5 separate regions of the Mus musculus genome follow, and regions 2, 3, 4 and 5 are each linked to region 1. The links are chromatin contacts, called in public HiChIP or PLAC-seq and promoter capture Hi-C maps. All regions are on one chromosome and are shown on one strand. The core of a region is the stretch at or near the end of the contact, and the rest is flanking DNA. Distances in the headings are between cores, read along the strand shown.

The links. Promoter capture Hi-C pulls out the DNA fragments that hold promoters and counts their contacts. HiChIP or PLAC-seq counts read pairs in DNA pulled down with a chosen protein or histone mark.
Region 2: a contact with region 1 is called in a promoter capture Hi-C map of neutrophils, with 5 times the contacts expected there. The contact joins the promoter of Tdrd7 here to the promoter of Zcchc7 in region 1. A contact is called at or near these places in 5 of 39 promoter capture datasets (the 3T3-L1 cell line, HPC-7-derived erythroid cells, liver and 2 more).
Region 3: a promoter capture Hi-C map of liver shows a contact between it and region 1, with 3 times the contacts expected there. The contact joins the promoter of Coro2a here to the promoter of Zcchc7 in region 1. A contact is called at or near these places in 3 of 39 promoter capture datasets (hippocampal neurons and liver).
Region 4: an H3K27ac HiChIP or PLAC-seq map of microglia shows a contact between it and region 1, with 6 times the contacts expected there. The contact joins the promoter of Tstd2 here to the promoter of Zcchc7 in region 1. A contact is called at or near these places in 1 of 39 promoter capture datasets (liver), 1 of 115 datasets of contacts at active chromatin or transcription factors (microglia) and 2 of 9 other capture datasets (adipose tissue and liver).
Region 5: a promoter capture Hi-C map of neutrophils shows a contact between it and region 1, with 4 times the contacts expected there. The contact joins the promoter of Stoml2 here to the promoter of Zcchc7 in region 1. A contact is called at or near these places in 3 of 39 promoter capture datasets (cranial neural crest, liver and neutrophils), 1 of 115 datasets of contacts at active chromatin or transcription factors (bone marrow-derived dendritic cells) and 1 of 9 other capture datasets (liver).

What each region holds. Positions count from the first base shown.
Region 1 is chr4:44,755,088-44,757,946 of GRCm38.p6, forward strand. It overlaps Zcchc7 (zinc finger, CCHC domain containing 7), which reads left to right and starts at 1,472. Exons shown (of 9, transcript NM_138590.4): 1 at 1,472-1,605.
Region 2 is chr4:45,971,019-45,973,798 of GRCm38.p6, forward strand. It overlaps Tdrd7 (tudor domain containing 7), which reads left to right and starts at 1,279. Exons shown (of 17, transcript NM_146142.2): 1 at 1,279-1,418.
Region 3 is chr4:46,600,469-46,603,287 of GRCm38.p6, forward strand. It overlaps Coro2a (coronin, actin binding protein 2A), which reads right to left and starts at 1,461. Exons shown (of 12, transcript NM_001164804.1): 1 at 1,349-1,461.
Region 4 is chr4:46,137,149-46,139,848 of GRCm38.p6, forward strand. Tstd2 (thiosulfate sulfurtransferase (rhodanese)-like domain containing 2) reads right to left here and starts at 1,327. Exons shown (of 10, transcript NM_173033.3): 1 at 1,232-1,327. It overlaps Ncbp1 (nuclear cap binding protein subunit 1), which reads left to right and starts at 1,363. Exons shown (of 23, transcript NM_001033201.3): 1 at 1,363-1,738. The coding sequence starts at 1,705.
Region 5 is chr4:43,029,891-43,032,709 of GRCm38.p6, forward strand. It overlaps Stoml2 (stomatin (Epb7.2)-like 2), which reads right to left and starts at 1,494. Exons shown (of 10, transcript NM_023231.2): 1 at 1,439-1,494; 2 at 1,081-1,218; 3 at 546-645; 4 at 350-408; 5 at 159-260; 6 at 1-14. The coding sequence starts at 1,483. It overlaps Fam214b (family with sequence similarity 214, member B), which reads right to left. Exons shown (of 9, transcript NM_001253353.1): 9 at 2,524-2,819.

The DNA of each region.
Region 1 (2,859 bases), core at 222-2,721:
AGTGAAATCACCTGTAAGCTAACAATATACTAAGAGGAGTTATTATGGCCCTTGATTAAAAATTCAGTCTTTTAATACACACATACACACACACAAACACACACACAGCATTCCTTTGGCACATATTCCCTGAACTGTCCAAACATGTGACCTACTTCTATACCACTTTTTCTATCCCCCAAATAGGTTTTTCAATTTTGCCTTTTTATAGTGTCTTGTCCCTTTCTTTCCTAGCACATAACCATAATGCTAATCGAATTTTGTAATTATTTTCAAACTCCTAATACTGTAACAAGACCTTAAAATTCTTCTACTTTATCTGGACTTTCTAGAACAGCCTGACATTTTCCTGAAACTCTTCCCCCAACCCCCCTATAATTTAGTTTAAGTAAATATAAGCTTAGTTTTCTAATAACGTAGAAGGCTGACAGCTTGGCTCTAATATGTTCAATAAATGTTGGCAAAAAGATTTAAAATCAAACTCATCTATCAGGGATGTTGTCAGTACCTAATTCGGTATTTGTAAAGTTGCTTAGATGAACTTATGTTTGTTTGTGTTTGACTGTGACAAGGTCTTAAGTAGCTCAGGCTATCTTTGACTGCTCCACGTTGCTAAGGATGAACTTGAATTCCTTATTTTCCTTTTTCCACCTCCTCTGTACTAGGCTGCTTATGTGGTGGAACTTAAAAATGAACCCAGGGCCTTCTATGCGGTAAGCAAGCACTTTACCAACTGGGTTACACGTCCAACCTCATAATTAAAGTTTTTTTGTTTTTTTGTTTTTTCTTAAAGGTGTGACCAAGGGAACCAATGCTGGAGGCCGTGAACACCGTCTCCTAGTACCAGAAAGAACAGCATTTACTCCGTGTTGCAGGAGTGCAGCTCTTCACGGTTCACAAACAGTTAACAAGGCGGAAGCACCTCCGAGTGCACTTTACAACCTAAGGTGAGAAAAGCCGTGCGGTCACTATTCCCACTAGCGGAAAAACCAAAACCCAAACCAGACACTCTCAAAAATGCCTCTTCCCGCGCTGGCATTATCAAGGTCCCTCTCCGAAGTCACCTACTAACCCTAAATCCCCTACTAACTCTGACCTCCACCCGGAAAAGGGGCCGATTTGCTCTGCGCCACGTGTTACTACGAGGGCGTCACCCAGAGCTAGAAAAGAGACAGCCCCTGCCGACCGGACCAAGGTATCATGGGAATTGTAGTTTTCTTTCCAACACGGGAGTAAGTGAACTCGCACTTACTTTTGCCCTTCAAGTAGCTTCTATTTAGTATAACTCATAAGATAAAAATATGCACCATAATTTTTTCAGCCGAGATTTCTTTTCGAAAGGAAGGATGAAGAAAAAAAGAACAAAACCAAACACAAAGTTTATAGGCGGAGAAAACAAAGGGTTAATAAGCGTTACGCATGCGCTCGGAGGACTCGCGGGTTGGGCGGAAGGACAGCTCCCAAGAGCTCTGTTTTCCCCGGAAGTACCTTCTCCTCCCTGGAGTCCGCGCGGACGCGGCTTCCTTACCTCATTTGTCCTCGCCCCTCCCCGTTCCTCTACGCGTTTCGGTTCCTGGTTGGTGCTTCCTGGTCGCGGCCGCGGCAGTGAGTATGTGTGTGACGGACCCCGAGCTGTCCCGCGGCCGGGGGACCCCTTCCCCTCTCCGCCTCGCCCGCGGAGCTGTGGAACTAATGCGTGCCCCTCTCTGGCCTTCCCCTCCCGGTCCTTCGGGGCTCAGCGCAGTGCAGCGCAGCAAATGGCCTCTCAGCTCCGTGCCGCCCCACGCGGCTCAGTGACCGGGCTGGGGTTTGGCGGCCCGAGACCAGGGCTTGGGCAAGGCTGGGCGGCGATGGCCTTGACGGGCACGTCTTCTCTGTCGGCGTTACTCCACCGCCTCCCACGGTTCACCCGTCCTGGGGAGGTGGGCCAGTCCCGAAATGTGGAGGTCTCCCTTCGCTGAGGGGAACCTGGCCCTCAAGGATGCGTCCAGTCGGGGGCCACCTTAAGCTGGTGCTGTCAAGTAGCCGCTTCACGAGTAGACACAAAGAATCTGGGAACTATGCCCCATTCCTTATATAAAACCAGGGTATCCTAAGATGATCCTCTGCCCCCGCGCCCGCACACCCTAACAGCAGACAGTTGTAGTCAATTTTACTGTGGGGAAATCGAGGTTGGGAGTTGGCAGCCCCCAGTTCCAGCCATCACTGATTAGCTGCCGACGCTCAGAATACCTTTAGGTCGAGTTTACTGTGATTTCAAGTCTCAGGGTTGAATGAAGGAAACTTTTTTTTTTTTTTTTTTTTTTTTTTTTTGAGACAGGGTTTCTCTGTATAGTCTTGGCTGTCCTGGAACTCACTTTGTAGACCAGGCTGGCCTCGAACTCAGAAATTCGCCTACCTCTGCCTCCAGAGTGCTGGGATTAAAGGGGTGAGCCACCACGCCCGGCAGAAGGAAACTTTTAAGGGCCTTTTTTAGCCCATTGGATAATTTTTTTCCTGAGCCTGTTTTTCCCAAGTATAAAATCACCCTTAATTTAATGACTAGGCTCCCTTCAAAAGCTCTCGACTTGGTGTTGAACATTTAGACCTTAAATTGCAGCGTGTGTATTTAAGACGGTGTTGTGCTTTAGGGACAGTTAATTATTGTCATTTAGTCAGAGGATGGGGAATGATCTGAGGGAAGAATTGGAAGTGAAAATTGTATGAAAACTACACGATTAACAGTGCATGGGACAAATAGGAGAAGCACTGTTTCCAGCAGAGTCCAAAGAGTAGTTAGAAGTTAACATCAGTAAATTTAGCATGCATTTCTGACATGGAGACAAGCCCATTGTTTCTCTCTTTGATGGTCCCATTTGG
Region 2 (2,780 bases), core at 29-2,528, 1.2 Mb after region 1:
GCCTTAAGACAGAACCTACTGAGCACAGGATATCCGGCTTTTCACGATCTCCTTCCAGTCTATTCATCGCCTACTGCAGCTTCCCAATGAATGCAAAGTTCCTTAAGCACAAGGTTTATAGGCCCTATACACTGTTGCTATTTGTCAGCAGGTATTGAGTCTGTAACAGTTAATTGTCTGCTCACCCACTGAAGGATGTTTATGCTATCTCTGTGTCTTTAAGTATTGCAAGCAAGGCTGATTTAAACATCCTTGTACGGGTCTGTGATGAATAAGCCCTTTCCTTTCTCTTGGGTCAATACCAGGGAGTGGAAACTCAGGGAGCCAAGGTTATAAAGTACTAGTGTATGCAACGACACAGAAGAGTCTCAATAGAATTCTGATGAGTGAAGAAAGCCAGATCCTCCCCCTTAATGACAATACATATGAAATAATTATATTTATATAAAACTCCAGAAAAAGCAAGAGCTCTATAGTAAGTAAGTGGGCACTTACAGGACTAAACGGTAGGGAATGAGGCAAACATTATAGAAAGAGAGAGAACTTTGAGGGTGTGGCTATGTTCCTCATGTTACTATCTGTGATTGTTTCTCTGTTGTATGCATACCAAACACATGAAAGTGTACATTTGAATCGTGCAGCTTATAGTATGGCAAGTGTACCTCAAACTGTTAAAAAAAATTGCTGATTGAGTAAGCAGCAGCAGGCTTTCAGCAAAAATATACAGAATGATGCCAAGTTTTCACAACGGGTTAAAGCAATCCAGCATTAAATAAATGTTAGTGGAATTACCGTGGAGTGAATAAATAGCAGCTATTCAACGTGTTTTGAATGAATTAAAGAATTTGATAAGTATTTATTTTATGCTTATTATATACTGGGCAGTGTTCTAGGATCTCTGCCCTCAAACAGCTTTAGTTTTAGAGCAGTGGATGAAAGCAGCGTTGTTACACACGCGTGAAGGGTATGTGGCAAAGCATTTTAATATAGTCCCCCTCCTCCAAAGAGTGACCTAGAAGACAGCTAAAGACAGACTGTCTAGAAGATGAAAAGAAGTATTGAGATGCTGAAGAGAACGAACTTTGTGGAAAGAGAAATAAATCCACACCCCGAGCGTCAGGACGGCGTGCGCACGCGCAGAAACCGCTAGGCGGCGTCGGTTTCCCTTCTCACACGCGGACCTCGAAGTGGGCAGCCGTGGCCGGAGCGCCTGCGTCTGCGCAGAGCTAAGCCGGCCGGCGAAGGGGCGGGGCGTGGTGCGACGGGGCGTGGCCCAGAGGGCGGGGCTTTAGGTGATTCCCAAGCCACGGCTCAGGCCGTGCGGGGAAACCGAAAGTGGGCGGCGGCCGCCCTGGCGGAGGGAGCGGAGGGAGCCGGGCCCAGAGGCGCGGGCTTGGGCCGCGGGTCCCCGGGACGAGGTGAGCTCGGTCGGGGCGCGACAGGTGCGGGCGACGCGGGGCGGGCTGCGGGACGGCAGGGCACGGGCAGGACAGCGGCTGGGCGCGGCGCCTCAGGCCCGGGCCTGGTCCCCGCCGTGGCGGGGTTCCAGAGCGTCGTGCGTGACGCCCCGGGACGTCCACCCAGCCGGTCGCGGTGCAGCAGGAGCTGCAGAGGGGGGCGTGGGAGGCGCGCAGCTCTGAGCAGGAAGTAGCTCCCGGTCAGGAGCAACCGGCCTCGGCCGCCCGTGCTGGGCAGCGGTACCCGAGCTCTGCGCAGTTGTGCCAGCCCCGCGGGCCACACTGCGGCGGCCTCCGCCCTCGAGACCGGCCGGTGCAGGCCGCGCACATCACACAGGACCTACACGTAGCCGTTCCTGTCAACCGTGAGCGCTGGGGAGGAAACAAGCATTCACGGAGAAGTTGTCTTGGAAGTCAAGTGGGAGCTGACAGCCTTTCTGCTCCTGTCCGCTTGAGGGTACATTTCTGTCAATATCCAGGGCTACCACTACCCAGTCATCTTGGGGAGCAGGGAAGAGAGGTGTGTATAGATGTTAAAGCCCAACCCCAAAGGATTCTGATACCAACACCACAAACTAACCGAGAAAACCACGATTCGTGTTGGTGGTGCCCACCTATGCTCTGCAGGTGGACGTTTGCAGAGAAGTGTTCTTGGAACTAGAAACGCCTTTAGTGGCAGAAGTGTAATTTAGAACTAAATCCCTGTCTCTTCCCGACCTCCATGATGTGGATGAAAATGTGGCATTCTACAGTGCGGCCTTTGCAGATAATGTATTGGAATCTGAGCTTCTAAAGCTTAAATGTAAGGTCGGGAATCAATTGCACCTCTGGTCTCTAAGTCTGCTCAAGAACCGAATGGGAATAGCTAACTGACCCTTTGAAGTGTTCTCAAGACAAGATAAGTCTTTGGCTCATAATAATAATCTTCTAAAGAGGCTTTCTATTTACCCAAACTGCCCATATTTTACAGGTTGGGATTTCAAGGTTTTTGATGACAGGGACACGCAAATTTTTAGGATAAGTTAGCATATAGTGTAGACTCAGCTGACGTAGGCGAGCTTCAGTTACATGCAAAGGACTGTGCTGGCCATAGAGCCCGCAGCTCCTCAGCCCTTCTCTTTGGTAGATTTTCTCTTTGCTAAGACAGTGAGGCAGCACTTGGCAGTGCCTTAAGATTTTAGTCCCTGTGGATTGAAAGTGGAATGTAATCCCTGCTAATACCCTTTTAAATGCGCCACATGAGACTGGCTGGGTGAGCTATTGTGTTGCATCTGGAGTTTAAAGCTCCTAGAAGGATCGCTCTTTTTAAGTTTTCTAATATTT
Region 3 (2,819 bases), core at 211-2,710, 1.8 Mb after region 1:
GTTGGGGCCACAGGGCAAGGTCCCCTGCCACACTGCTTTGGCCCTGGCAACGCACAGCACCCTATGATGCCCACCCAGCCCTCTGCCTGTACACTTAGATGACGTAGGGCTCACTACCGGCGCTGGCCTGGGGAAAGGGAAGGGTCTCCTCTTTTAGCCTTAAGAAAGTCCTTGGGTGAGGGAGAGGGAGACAGGCGATCAGGAGGTGCTGAGCCTGTTCCTTAGTGGGGACAGATGTCAGGAAATGAGGCAGAAGTGTCCAGAGATGGGCTTAAGCCTTTCTCTCCCTCCACATCCCTCAAGAGATGTCTGGAGGCGAGGGACGTGTAAGGACACATTCCTGTGCTGAGGCACAGGTGGTTATGAACAAGTCCCTGGAGCATTCGCAGAAGAGCAGGCTCTGAGACAGAAGGGCCACATGCTAGCTAAGGGACACTATCAGGATTGCAGCCACAGTGGGACCAGATTCCCCAGTTTCGCTAGTGAGAGTCCCCATCTCGAGAAGAATGCAACATAAGACCTTCATCAAAAGGCATCTTATAGAACTTCCCAGCCCTACACCAGAGGTCTTTAAAGATCCTGGAGTCACTGCACCCCTAGATACATGCTCAGTCCCCCAACCCCCGGAGACACTGTTTTCCTGGCAAGTGGACTGAGGACCGAGTGTGGTAGTACCAACCCTGTCCCACCAGGCTGGTACGCAGAACTGGGCTCCGGCAGCTGGCCAGGGCGCGGACCAGGACGTCCTTCTCCATTGCCCGAATGCAGGTGGGTGTTTGCTCGGCTCGGGTCCAGGCAGGTCTGAGGCTGAGATCTGGCCATTGCCAGCGCGGGGCTCCTCCTCCAGCTCCAGGCGATGAGCCTGGTCTGGGTAGCAGACTGCTCGCCCCACCCGCGCGCCCAGGTCGCCTCGGCAGGGACTCAGGGATGCTTCCTCCTCCACCGTTTCCCGGGACTGGAAGCTGAGGCCCCCGCGGGTAACCCAGCCAGGACAGGAACAATCACGACTCGGGTCCACGGGGCACCTGGGCCACACCGGGGCCTGTCGAGACTGGCTGCCGCGCCCAGGGCGGGCCGCTCACCGCCGCAAGAGGCGCGGGCGGTAAGGACTGGCCCCTAACCTCTGGAGCGCGAACCTGGGGGTCGCTGCTCCTAGTCACCCACTGAGGGAGCGGCCGCACCAGTATCCCGATGGGGAAACTGAGGACTGGAGCGGGGCAGAGCTTTGTGTGAGATCGTGCGGGGGTCTGGAGGATAGGTCTCCGCGACGCCGGGGACAGCATCCCTCCCGCCACAGAGCCGCAGCCCGGGCGCAGCGAGCGTCCCGCCCGGCCCGGTCCCACCCTACCTTGTTGGCTGCCGCGCAGGTGGCGGCGGCGGCGGCTCCGGCTCCCGCTCCGCGCTTCGCGCCGCCCGCCGAGTCCCCGCGCCCAGTGCCGCCGCCTCCCCGCGCAGCCCGGCGGGCGGGACCGGGCCGGGCGGGGTCGGGGCGGGGCGGGACGGAGAGGCCCCGCCTGTGCGCCGCCCGTCGCCCGCAGCTCGGTTCCCGTCCCGCGTGCACACACTCTCGCCTCCGACACGCTCTCGCCGCAGGCTTTGGGTGGGACTCGGGTCCCGAACCTCAGTTTCCCCTTGCTGAGATGGAGACTGTCATCGCGCCTGCCTCCCAGATGGCTCGAAGCTGGATCCCGCAGCGAGCGCCGGGACCGCAGCTCTGCAGGCGGCGGGAGAACTGGAGAGCGGAGGGCGGCTGCGCATCCGGGAGATCCTTCCCACTGCTGCCATTAGGGGGCGCTGCGTCCAAGCCGCTCCCTCTTTCAGCCGGGTGCTCACTGAATATGGAAGATAGGACGTCATATCTTTCATAATAACCACGCCACACCACCTGTCTTGGAAAGTGTTCTTCGTGTCTTGTAGTGATGTGTTTGGTGGGGGGCGGGGGGGAGGAGGGAGACTAGCACTGTACCTGGCACAAAGTAGGTATTGTATATATTGTTAACTAAGAACACAATTTATTACATTTGATCTACCAACGCCTTCAATGTAGTCATAATACTCCCATTTCATAGACAAGAAGTTGAGACTTTAGCTGAGTTCTTGGTAGGCTCTATAACAAATTTAATGTGTGTGTGTGTATGATTTGTGATGGTGGGATTGAACATTAGGACCGTGCATATGCTTGCCAGGCAAGTATTCTACCTTTGAGCTACACTGTGAGACCTCTCCTCTTTTTCTGAAACAAGAGTTCACTAAATTGCTTAGGTTGGCTTTGAACTAGCCATCTTCCTCCCTCAGCCTCTAGGAGCTGGGATTGTAGGACTACACCACCACACTCAGCTCTGGTGAGTCCTTGATCACTTTAGAACAGCAGTCGCTAAAGCCTTCCTCTAGTTCCTGCTGAACCACAGGGCCCTGGGCCGGTTTTCTTCCTAGAGCTGTGGGTTTCCCACGTCTGAATTCCCCCTGCATCCCGCTTGGAGCTGCACTGGCAGAAGCACACAGCGCACAACCGCAGCAGTTGGACCTTTGCCCTCAAGGGTCCATGGTAATCTAAAACATTTTTGTCACTTTTTAACGAGTGTGTGTGTGTGTGTGTGTGTGTGTGTGTGTGTGTGCAAACTTTCAGAAGTTAGTTCTTTCCTTTCATCTTATTTCTGCAATGCTACATATTCCTGGCTGACTGTCCCTGAGCTATCGGGCAATATATCAGATGCCTCCCATCTCCAAGTAGGAGGGCTGCATTCAGCTTTTTACATGGTTCCTGGGGACAGGTCTCAGGCTGCCTGGCTCCTGAGACAGCACTATCACCCTCTTAGGCA
Region 4 (2,700 bases), core at 77-2,576, 1.4 Mb after region 1:
TGGCTCGAATTGGCTCATTTCAGGCAACTGGAGCCAGATGAGAATATATTAAAATCCTTTCTTGGAGGACTCTTCCAAAGTCTTACTCTGGATAATCTGTCCTCAATAGCAAAGGATGAGTGATAATTTGTACCACTCGCCCTTTGCTATTAAGTCCGTCAGACTACAGTACCTGTGATCATTCCTGAGAGGGTCACTTAGGGCTTCAGTATCCTGAACACCGTCTCGTTGTCCCATGTACAGACGGTGACAAATGTTAATTAATACAATATAGTACTTGCTGAATGAAATAAAGCAAGAGTTGAGGAGTCAGAGAAATAACTCTGTAGGTCCCTGACAGTTAGTCATGTAAATTTCAGAGCAGAGACCAACAGATAAAGAAAATAAGTCTTGATTCCTAAAATGTGAACAAGCTGGACTTTAGCAGAAGAACATGGTGGTTTACACACAATGACGGGAACAGAACCCAAGAAGCCATAGTTTGGAATTCGCAGTGGAAATTCCTGGAAAGATGGATTGCTTGCATGTACGAATAAATAAATGAAAAGAATAGAAAAACGATAATCTTTAAAATAAACAAAGAGAAGTAGAGCCGGAAAGATGGCAAGATGGCTCACTGGTTAAGAGTGCTTACTGCTCTAGCAGAAGACCCGGGATTCAGCACCCCCACCCCGCTCCCGCGCACTCTCCTCCTTGCTCACAGAGAGTCTGAAACTCCAGTTCCAGGATGATGTACAGACTTACAAATACATAAAATATTGCTTTAAGTCTGTGAAGAGTTTTAAGCATAGTAAATAAGTTTGACTAGACTTGCTCTCAGAGTATAGCAGGCAGTGTTAGTGGATAAACTGTAACACAGGAAGTGAAGGAGCTAATGACTCCTCCCTAAATTCTTGGATTTAAGCAAACTACCGAAACGGCCATTTACTGTAACAGGTAAGACTGAAGGAAAAGTTTGGGCTAGACCATGGACAAGACAGTTTGGTGTCCATCACAGGGCAGAGGACGTCCACATACTGTACACGTGCAGAGGAATAGAACAATTGGAACCACACCGATCAGTAGCTGGGGCGTCCGTCAGCTGGGAGAAGTAGGCAGTAGGACTACAGTGAGCAGATTCAGCCGGACGGGCCTGGATTCCCTACCGCTGAAAGTGGCTTGCCCTCCTCCCCGCTCAGGTCTCCCGAGGCGTCTACAGCGGGATGGCGAGAGAGAAAGAGAGAACACCTACCCGCAAACCCTAGGCCTTTCCTGGGTCTCCCTTCACCAACTTGGCGCTGCTCCCCGCCCTCGAGCCCACGCCCCCCGGCGCGCGCGTGCGCAGAGAGTCCCTGAGCCGTCACCTTTCTCCGGAAGTCTCCTAAGTCGTCGGCGCAGGGGCCGCCGGGAAAATCCCGCCGGGCCTGTATAAAGCCGAGGCGGGATCGCTGCGGCCCGGATAATTTAGCTCGCTGTCCAGAAGGGCCCGGGGTGGAAAGCCGGAGGAGGCGGCCGCAATTGGACTTGCAGACGCCGGCCTTCCACTGCGGAGCCCATCCGGTGCCCCTCTGCACGCGCTTCCGGCAGGCGTCGTAAGCGAGTGCGCCTGCGCGCCGCTCAGTCCGCGCGCCTCGCCGCTGACCGCGCACCGGCCGGCCGGCAGCCCGACGGTTCTGGGGTTGCAGGCGGCTAGCAACTCAGATCGGCTGCGCACCAGCAAGCAGCATGTCGCGGAGGCGGCACAGCTACGAGAACGATGGTAAGTGCTCTCGGCCTGGCCACTGCGTCCGGGTGAGAACCGAGGCCGGGCTCGCCTTCAGTCTCCCGGGAACGGATAGGAATCCTTTCTCCCCGGGAGGGCTCGGGGAGCCCCAAAGGGAGGCTGCTGGCTCGGTTGTGGATAGTGGCTTCGGGAAAGCGACGGCCTCCCTGCTACCCCATCTCCTTCAGTCATGGGAAAGGAAGGCCTGGTGAATCCCGTGAGCAAATCCGACCTGGGGTCCCGCGACACTGAGGACTTAATCCCTCACTACTGATCATGGAAACCGCACGTGTGTCTGTCTGCTGCTGCCTCTTAGGATCACTTAGTGGAGGAGATATATCTAGTGGACCAGTGTTTTCCTTTTAGCCCTCCAGGGTGTACTTGGAAAGGACCCTGGGAAGACAGGAAAAGAACAAAGCTATGACAGAGGTCGGATGTATTGCAATCTGAGCCCTTCTCCTCCACCTGCCACCCGCTGATTCCCCTCTTTTAGGCTTCAAAAAAAGAATACCAACACCCCAGAGGTCACTAATAAACAGGCACGGGGTGTTTTGTTGGATTGGCTTTAAGCATATTTCCCTTATAAGAAAGTGCAGGAAAACCCGAGCAGATTATTAATTCTCATGTCAGTTTTGATGGTCGCCGGCAAGGACGTCGTTGTGTTGCCATAAATTTTGTTTTGTTGCACCATTATTGCCTTTCAAGAACACACTTGGAGCTGTTAGTGTTAGGTCCAAAGGGTTAAGGCAAGAAAAAACTTTAGAACCGAAGGGTTTAGGTTCGAAGCTCGACATCTCGATTATTTACTATGTGATCTTGTCAGGGTCATATGACTTCTTAAACCTAAGCGTGGACTGTGGATAATACTAAGCCATTTGGTTTCTACGGGGGGCTAAATGAGATATTGTGCTCACCAGTAGTTCATGATGATGTTTATTTTGTCAACTGCTAATGTCTCA
Region 5 (2,819 bases), core at 244-2,743, 1.7 Mb before region 1:
AGGGACTCACGCTCCTAGATGAACAGAACTTGTGAGCAGCACAAGTCAGTGTCTCTATCAAAAGCCTAAACTGGGAAGGCCCCTGGCTAACCTTGCTCCCCAGGAAAGAGTCAACAGTTTATGCACTTAAGCCCTTACTCCAGCCCAGATCCGCTTACCCGAAAAACTTTGTCCAGAGAGAGTTTGCCAAGCTCTGATCTCATAGTCGTCTGAGCTAACTGGGTGACAGCATACTCTGGGTCTTCCACACCGTAACTTGCCTGAAAGGGCAGGTATAGGATCAGAACTGAAGATGCAGGATTTTAAGGAAGAGGCAGTTCAGAAAACTAGATAAACCCAGGGCAGATACCTTGTAAGGATCCATGATGCGCAGATAAAGGACTCCATCTATTTGTAGTGTTACATTGTCTGCAGGAGCAAACAGAAGAGAAAAAAACTGTCGGTCAGACCTCTAAGTCCCAACCAGCTCTTTCTCCTAAGCCCTGGATCTATAGCAACCACATCCTAGCGCACTTAGCACATCCCTGTCACCCCATCGCTCTCACCAAGAGTTACGGCTGACTGCTCAGGCACGTTGATAACAATTTCCTTGAGACTCTGCACATACCGGATTCGGTCTAACACGGGGATCAGGACGTTCAGGCCCTGAGAAGAGGAGCCATAGATTCTCAGAAGGGTGAGGCTAGTAAACTTGAACTCTAAGCTAAGTCTGGAGTAAGTAGTAAGTCACGTATAAACATAGAGAAGCAATCCCTCCTATCATGGCCTCAAAGGCTGGGGTGTCACTGGTAGGGAAACCTAAGAGTACAAAAAGATAAGACTAGGCTTATGAATGTCAAGAATGGAAGCCAGCAAGAGCTGCTGCCTTTAGAGTATGGTAGCTCCAGGAATGAAGCCTATGGGTCACTAGGGTATTAGGAAAGCGGGGAAACACGGAGGTGGTGTTCAGGAGACTGGGCTCTGCTAGAACTGGTCCTCGCAGGTTAGAAGTGCAGACAGGCCCCGACGGAAGTCCCACTTCCACACGAGTAAACGATCAGACGATCTGGCTGGCTGAGGGCGGGCAAGAGAGGTTCTCACCGGTTCCAGGATCCGGTGGAATCGGCCCATTCGCTCCACCACCCAGGCCTCCTGCTGAGGCACAAACAGGATCACGGTGTTTCGGGGCAGTCCAGAGGAGGCGCGGCGCGGAACGCGGCCAGAAGCCTGCACCGAGCCCTGAAGGAAGACGAGAGTAGGCTGGGGACCAGGCGCGGATCCCTAAATCCCTCTCCCTAGATCTCGACACCCCCCCCAAGGGTCCCCGGAGAGTGATTCACGTGGGGACCATGACCTGTGACCACAGTCCTTCCCCCAAAGTTAGAAGCCCACTCCTTCCCAGCTCAAGACCCAGGTGATGTCGGTCCCGAGCCTCTGGTGAAGGTTGCCTCGCTCTCACCCTCAGCAAAAGGGCTCCAGTGCCCCGCGCCGCGCGCGCCAGCATTTCCCACAGCCTCGGCGACCTCCGGAACCAACGAGAGGTGGGGCAGAGCGGCCTCTTGTGAAGCCTGAACCCGAGCCCTTCCTTCAGCTGGTCCACTCCGCCCGACGTACTTCCGGCGTATTAGTCCACCCTCCCATCCCCACTAGTCGGCGTCCGTCAAATCGTTCCCTGGGAAACGTAGGCTTTGAAGAGAGAGCCCGAGAGTGCAAGTTTGTTCTGGTTCTCAAAAACTACGAAGCTCCTGGGCATTGTGGTAGAAATTGAGGCAATATTCCGTCCGCAAGTGGTACAGGAACACCGCCCACCAAATTCTGTACCCACAGCCGTGACTCAGTTTACCCTCCAGCTCGTGTATAACTGTCCTAATCTGTCACCATAACGACAATGGATTGGATTGGCGCTCAGTAGTTGCCCGTGGTTGCCATAGTGACATTCTTGGGTAGTCATGCTGTTGTGCCCAGCTCTCCCACTGGGGACTGACCCCATTCCCGTTGTCATGGTAACTAGGAGGCCTAACTTTACCTTAGGACTGGGCGGAGATTTCTCCCTTCCCTCTTTTCCCAAGGCATCAACAGCTCTTTTTCATATTTTTTTCTGAGCCAGAAACGGTCAGGCATGATCCCCTTACATACAGAGGGAAACAAAGAGCCTCAGCCTTTCATTTTTGTCTGAAACACATCAACCTTGCTCAGGTCTCTGACACTCTCTCAAATACAAGCTTTAAGAGGCCTGTATCCCCCCTCATCTCCTTCTTCTCATTCTCCTCCTCCTCCTTCATTTTACATATACAGACACTGAGGTTCTGATGGGGCTAAACTACAGAATCAGTGTAAGAATCCAGATTCTCAGAGTTTAGCCTCTGTAGCTTCACTTTACCCACCCAGCCCCCAGCACCTTATACAAAAAGGACTAAGACTATGGTCCAAGACTCAGCTCATCCCAGCCTAAGATCTCATGGGTTTGAGCTTGTTGCCAGAATTCCAGCTCCCTTTAGGCCCCACATCTCCATCCTCTTGAACACAAAAAAAAGTAGAGGTTAGTTCAAGTTTCCAAACAAGAATTTATTCTTTTTTTTTTCCTTAAAAAATGTACCAGGTACAATTTTTCCCATTTTTTTGTTTGTTTGTTTTGTTTTTCAAGTTTCAGCAAATGCTTGTTCCCCTCAGCCAAGCCCCAAGAGTTAAGGGTTGAGGCTGGGTCAGAGTCTTAAGTGAGGAGTGGAGTAACTGGGAACCATGTGACTGAATGAGGGGCACCCCTCATCCCAGCTGAGGTAGGTGGGTCAGAGTCTGGTCAGGTGAGAGGAGGTTCCCCAGTCCTTAGGCCTGACTCTGTC